2 separate regions of the Hordeum vulgare genome follow, and region 1 is linked to region 2. A link is a contact called in public Hi-C data. All regions are on one chromosome and are shown on one strand. Each heading gives the region's core, a stretch centred on a gene start, on an enhancer-like site or on the middle of the called end of the contact. The rest is flanking DNA. Distances are from core to core; before and after follow the strand shown.

Region 1 (3,351 bases), core at 525-3,024, 240 kb before region 2:
AGGTAGGGAACGAGTTACCGAGTTGAGCACTGATACACGATCTGCAGCAATCTTCAAGATGCGAACATGATACCATCGTTACAAAAATATGTTGCAATTTGGAAGAACACGGAACAAAGATAGGAAAGCTCATGACAGTTCAAGGAAACAATTATTCGAAGAGTGAAATATGAACTATGTCGTATATGGTTTCTCTCCTTTGTGTTAGTCAAGTTAATCCCTAATGCATTCTGCATGTTCCAGAAATGGGATGATGGCCTGGTCCCATTTCCATTACGATCAACTGAAGTAACAGTGTCTTGCAGTTTTACAACTTGGGATAGCAAGATAAGAGAGTAACAACACAGACAGGTCTTGGAGAAAAGCTACAGCCTACTGTTGATCTGTAGCAGTAGGTAATAACGTTTCTATGCTAGATAGCGTAAATTTCCAATTCTAACCACATTAACTAGCTCTTTCGTCCCCAAAAAATATTAAATAGATTACCATCGAGACTAGTCAGTACCTCTATAGCCCCAGTCCTCATATCTGCATTGAAAGCTTCCGTTGGGCGCAGACGCACCACCCCCTCAACAGAAACCACTGATTCCACTCTCAGCTTGTTTACAACAGCGTAAACTTCAGGGTATTCCGGCAGAGTCGTCACCTGCAGAAAGAGTAGAACAAACACTGGCTTAAGATCACTAAACAGTTCGAACAATAATGACCATAAACATCAGTAACTATGACAGGCAATCTTGAAATAGTTATCACTCTGCAAGCCTCTGAAAAGTTATTTCTCCGAAAAAAAGGGAATATTAGTTGCTCAGTATAGAATACTACTGTACTTCCACATTGACCTTTGCTGACTACAAACACTTGCCAAAATCACTCTACAACACAGTATCTGGTTTCTACTTCAACACAACAGACCATTCAGGTGGCGCAAATTATGTGGCGGAAGCTTTAGCAAAAAATTGCGATATCATCGGCGGTCAGCTGCAAATATTTAGGTACAGAGGGAGTACTTCCGCATTGACCTTTGCTGACTACAAACACTTGCCAAAATCACTCTACAACACAGTATCTGGTTTCTACTTCAACACAACAGACCATTCCAGGTGGCACAAATTATGTGGCGTAAGCTTCAGCAGAAAATGTGATATCATCGGCGGTCAGCTGCATAGATAGAAGTTGTCTCTACCGCAGCAGCAGCAGCTACATTGCATGTTCATAACTAAGAGATCATCATGAAGCGATGCTTATGTTTGCACTTTGCAGCAGCAATAACAACCAGGCCAACGACATTGAAACGAAAACGGGTCACCTGGACCATGCCGGAGGAGTCGCGGAGGGTGAGGAAGGTGAGGCCGGCGTGGGAGCGGCGGAGGGCGACCCAGCCGCAGAGCCGGACCCTGCGCCCGGCGTCGCCCGCCCCGAGCTCGCCGCAGAGCGCGTCCCGCTGGGGCCACTGCAGAGGCTGCATCCTCTCCAGCTTCGCCTCGGCCGCGGGGAGCACCGCCGCCGCCGCCTCCTCCGGTGGGGTCGCCGCATCGGTGGCGGCCGCTAGGGTTCGGGGCGTGGGCGTGGAGCGTGGGGAGGCCGATGCGGAGCCGGAGAGCAGGAGGATGCCGCGGAGGTGCGGGGCGGGAGGCCTGCGGCTGAGTGGCTTCAGGCGGGAGAGGAGGGAGAGCGGCGAGGCGCGGAGGAGGGAGGAAGCCATTGGTGGCGACGTGGGAAGGGAGCGGAGGAAGAGGGGAGAGAGGGTTTGGGATTAGAGACGACCATGGATGGGTTTCTCAACCGTTGATGGCCCTTATCCCTCCGGCGCGAATCTTACAGCGCGGCTTCACCCCTTCAAACCGTGCAGCGAAATACGCCCGAATTCGAAGCTTTCCAACGGTTTGAACACATGCCTTGTGAACTTGATAGAAATTTTAGGTCCTATTTGCCACGCGAAAATGTAAAGCATAACGACTTAATGAACACTCCGGGGCGTAGGCCGTGCTCTCACGAGTCGACTGGACCTATTTAAAAAATAAATATTCTTATGTTATTTTATCTAGTGTACGATGACCTTCGCTTTCAGACTATCGTACGCTACTAGTCTTTAACCATGTTGTTAAGGACACCCTGAAAAGAAGGTTGATTCTTACATGTCGGAATTGATTCTTAGATGTCAATATTGATGTTGGTCGTGTGTGATCCTCACCTTATGAAAAAGTCATCGACCCTTGAGGCTAGATGACTTCGTCTAAAGTAAGTTTTGAAAATGTAATGCATGTCGGCTTCGAAAGGTGAAGGACTCCTCGAAAGCGCCTTAGAGTCGTCGCTAATCCTTGACATCGTGACACTCCACGCCCTCACCAAGCTTGGAATTATTGCGGATCCTCGACATTGCTCTGCTCAGAAGTAGCGTGGATCCTCAACACCGCGACCCTGCCCGTCTTCATCAAGCTCGAAATTGAGCGGATCCTTGACGATGCGACCCCACAAGTCTTCACCAAGCTCGGAATGGCTTCGAACCGCTATCGCCTCTATGACTTCATCACTCGATGTCTCCACAAAATTTGTCGTCCTTACCATGATCAAGCCATCCAAAAAAGAGATGCAGCGCCGCCGCAGACGTCAGGGTGTGTCCAAATAACATTATGATTGATCAACAACGTACATCATGAGTTATTGTCTAACCAAGACCCTCACCATCGCACAGGGTTACCTCGGTTATTAAGGATTTCTACGGACCAACATATTGGACGTTTAATGACTACACAACAAGGCCCCTAAGGAGTTGCTTTCGCCTACTATACTAATACTTACTAACACCGGGATTTGGTGTAGCCTTCCATGCGTCGCTGCACTTTACCTCCTCCTAGGTCAATCTAATGGTTTTTGCGTACAAGCAGAGCCTTAGAACGAGAAAGAGACGAGAGACAAATCCTTTATGAAAAACACATAAAAACGTTCAATTAAGCAAAGTCAATACCAACGTTCATGTGCATACATACATAGGGCCGCAAGGTTGTACCTTAGGCCATGGCTAAAAGGATTACTCATACATGGGAAACATTGTAGATGTCAGTGATAGATGAATGATTATACAAAGTCTTACTATGTTGTCGTATGTGATGAATCATTTACAAATATGGCTAAGTATGGGGAGAATGGCTATGGCGGTGGATAGGGTTTTTAGGAATGGTGATGGTGATCCTGTACTATTGTTGGGGTGTTCTTATTGTTCTATTGCGAATGGGGTTGTGTGTCTTTTATAAAGTGTGTCAGGGATGACATCACAAGAGATTCTAGTGCTTGATGTGTGATGGCTTCATATTTTACGCATCTTTAGAGCTCATTTGTTATGCATTATCTTTA
Region 2 (3,692 bases), core at 10-2,509:
GCATCCCGCAAGTGTCTACCTTTCTGAAGGTGACGATCGCTTAAAACAAGCTCATTTCTCAGTCTCGTGGTCGATTGACGTCGCGTAGTCGGGGCCCAGAAGGAACCAGAGTCAGATCCCTACATTGCTTCGGCGCATCCTTGCCACTCCACAGTACGAAGAGCAACCACTCAGATGGATGGAAGGAGAGCTCGGTCCCCCCTCCGACAAGAGGACCGTCCGCGACTGTGTGCACTATCAGAAAACACATATGTGATGGTACGACTTTGTTATAATAGGTCACATTTTGTGTCACGCATGTATATCCATGACGATTTTATGAGAGAATCAAGATAGTCATACATGTGTTGTTATGGAAGTGTTTTCATGACAATAATGCATTTAGTATCATAGAAGTGTTCACTTCTGTGGTGATAAATGGCGTGTCATGAAAGTTTTTTCGTTAAGTTGTGGTCGTCGTTAAGCTATCGGGTGCCAATTTTGGATGTCATACCCATTAAGAGCTCCAATCAATGATGATTTTTTTTCAAAAATCTTGATTTAATAATTTTTCAAGTACAAGATTAACATTTTTTTGAATACATGATCAAATTTTGTTTTATACACATTTATGTTTTTTTAATTTGATTAACATTTTTAAGTACAAGCTTAACATTTTAAAATACATGGTCAACATTTTTCTATAAGAAATTAATATTTTTAATACAAGATTACCATTTTTTGAATACATGGTCAAAACAATTTATACACATTTAACGTTTTCAAATGCTTGATTAAATTTTTATAAACACTTGTGTAACATATTTTCTCAAATGGTGGATTAAAAATTTATTAAATGCTTTATCAATTTTTTCCACACGCATTATACTCCCTCCGTTTCAAAATTCTTGTCGTACATTTGTTTAGATGTGAATGTACCTAGTCACGTTTTAGTATTTAAATACATCCATTTTTAGACAGACCTAAGACAAGAATTTTTGGACCGAGGGAGTAGTTTTTTTTATACATGAAAAAAAAATCTATATACATGTTTAACATTTTTCAAATGCTTGGATAACAGTTTTTGGAAGCGTTTTTACGAAAGTGTTTTTAATAAATTTATTTAGAACTTGGAAGTATAAACTAAAGTAAATAAAAAGAAAGAAAAAATGGAAAGAAAATAACATGGAAGACAAAAAAAAACGATGTTGTGGCTCCCCCGTGCCTGGGCCGGTCCTTATTGCGCTCGGCTTCATGTGAGAGTGAGTACAGTAGTTCTAAAAAGATGTTCTATATATTATTATTTTTGTCGCGTGAAGCGAGACGCGGCACCGGCGCGGGACGAGGGGAGAAGCGGCGGCGCAGGTGAGCCCCGGCCTCGCCCCTCCTCCCCCTCCCTTCCTGTCTCCGGCCGGCAACGGCGGTAGCGCCCCCAATCGCCAGTGCGGCCCGCATCGATCCCCTCTGTCCCCGCTCGACATCTCCATCTCCATCTCCATCTCCGGCCATCGGCGTGTCTCCTCCCTCTCCGCCTCTGCCCCATCCGGCCAGTCCTCATCCCTCCCCTGCCTATACCACACATCTTGGATGCGGGACCTCACCCCCACCCCGTCCATGTCCGATGCGGGTCGTGGAGCAGTAGCTGGTCGCCGCCCCCTCCCGTACCCCATGGCGGCGTCAGCTCGCCTCACTTTTAACCACTTCTTAAATCCCAATTCCTCCCGTGCTGGATTCTTAGATGCTGACTATTTCTCTGGAATTTGCAGGTTGTTTCAAGGTCGGCACATCCTGAAGGCCAATTGAAGGCTCGTGACTAACAAATACATATTTTTTGCTCTCCCAGGTTATTTATCTTGCCATGTGCTTGCTTCTGTTTACAAATTTGATGGCTTGCTAGTGGATATTGATTGATGTTTGTCCATGATTTGATATGGTGGAGGAAAAATCAGTGTAGCTGCAGCATGTGCTTTTGGCTTGGTTTATTTATTTGGTTTAGAAGCCTTGCTGGACCATGTCAAATATGGCTTGGTATATTAATTTGTGTTACTGAATATGCTGATTGAAGAAATATGGCTTGGCATATTAATTTGTGTTACTGAATATGCTGATTGAAGTTGAAGGTGTGTTCGTGCTTTGATATGGCGGAGGACAAATCATACTTGGATATGTAGGGATGGTTGTTGAACCATGTCATATATGACCTGGTTTATTTATTACGAATGCTTTCTGTAGCATATGTGACATGGCTTGGTTTATTATTTGTGTGATGGAATGACCTTGTGCTGTAGCAAACGGAATAGGATTTCAACAAAAGAATGGATTTCATTACAACCTCTTATTCTTTTCCCTACTATCATTGACTATTCGATCCACATCATTCGTTACGGTAGGCCTACCACCCCTGGACCAGCCCAAAGCTGAGTCACGGCCGCACCGCAACTCTCCAGCTTCCGCGCACCAGCTGTGCCGCCCTCGCCAGGTGGTGAGATCTCCTATCTCTCCTGCCGGTGGGTCAGTGGTTCCAGCGGACAACATGCTGGGCGTCTCCACCGGCCAGCTTTTGGTCATCCTTGGGGCCTGCTCCGTGATGATGAGTAAGACTTGGAGCCACATCACCTCTCTTTTCTTTTGCCTTTCATTTGATCTCATTGCCTGCCTGAGCTGCTCAATCGGATAGGTTATTTTGCCGATTGCTGCCATAAGAAGATGATTTGGGGAGCTCTCTTTTCACAATTTGTGAGAAACTGCAGCGCGGGTCCTTTTTTTTCCGTTTAGTCTGATTCATCTGTTCTTGGCAGAGCCCAGTGACATGATCAAGATGGCAAGAGTGGCAGGGAGGATGACCGGGAGAGCGGTCGGTCGCCTCATGATCTACCGCCGGCAGATGGATGACATCTTTGAGCAGACTGCAGCGAAGAAGGTACCTTGCTGATTCTTGCACATGTATGTATTTTTGGTGCCATTGTGTGAGTTGATTTTTGTGCGTACATTTTCTCATTAGTGCCACGTGAAACCATGTCTTACTCAACGCCAGATCTAGGAATTGAAGTTAGACGGGGCAAACATTTAAGCTTTAAAAAATTAGGTACAAATGCAAGTCTACTCAACCCAAATTCATGAAATTCAACTAGCAGAAACAGGAAAAAGCATTAACAATAGCCTTGAAGTATTCCATTTCCTTTTTCCAATTTTAAAAACTGTCTTTGAGTAAACATTATGTCAAAATAATATTACAAAAATACTCCTAGACCTGAAAAGAAACAACAGAAACAATAGCGGACATCTATCTATACTATACTATAACAAATCATAGAATTTATACCATACTTCTTTGAATGCCCGTCAATCGTTCCCAATATTTGTGCGAGGAAAATCATGTCCAATCAAACGAGCTGCATGCCTACATGCCTAATTGCTACTGACCTCACTTTGAAGTTGAAACACAACATCAAACAACGTAAATGCCTAGTTGCCTGCTGGCCTACATGGTAAACCGGCTAGACTCGAGATTAAATAGAAAAACCAATACTCAAAAGGGAAAAAAATGCAATCTGCTTGTTGCCACTGCCGTGTGTGCTTATGGTTCGTCGCTGTTACTGTTGCCGCCTCTCCTTATGGTTGTAGCAACAGACTGAACTGTGTAGGGGTGTGAAAGTGGAATAAAATGGCATATTTGGTAAATCTGTCTACTACCACCACTATCACCTCCTTCC

The links. Hi-C and Micro-C count contacts between places; a contact is called where the count stands out from the background.
Region 1: a Hi-C map of seedling shows a contact between it and region 2, with 2.6 times the contacts expected there. The contact joins the promoter of LOC123442788 here to the promoter of LOC123442786 in region 2. A contact is called at or near these places in 4 of 6 Hi-C or Micro-C datasets (leaf and seedling).

The regions. Positions count from the first base shown.
Region 1 is chr3H:31,124,618-31,127,968 of MorexV3_pseudomolecules_assembly, reverse strand. It overlaps LOC123442788 (aspartate--tRNA ligase, chloroplastic/mitochondrial), which reads right to left and starts at 1,774. Exons shown (of 15, transcript XM_045118921.1): 1 at 1,307-1,774; 2 at 506-646; 3 at 1-51. The coding sequence starts at 1,702.
Region 2 is chr3H:30,883,807-30,887,498 of MorexV3_pseudomolecules_assembly, reverse strand. LOC123442786 reads left to right here and starts at 1,259. Exons shown (of 10, transcript XM_045118919.1): 1 at 1,259-1,344; 2 at 1,746-1,822; 3 at 2,370-2,573; 4 at 2,778-2,899. The coding sequence starts at 2,513.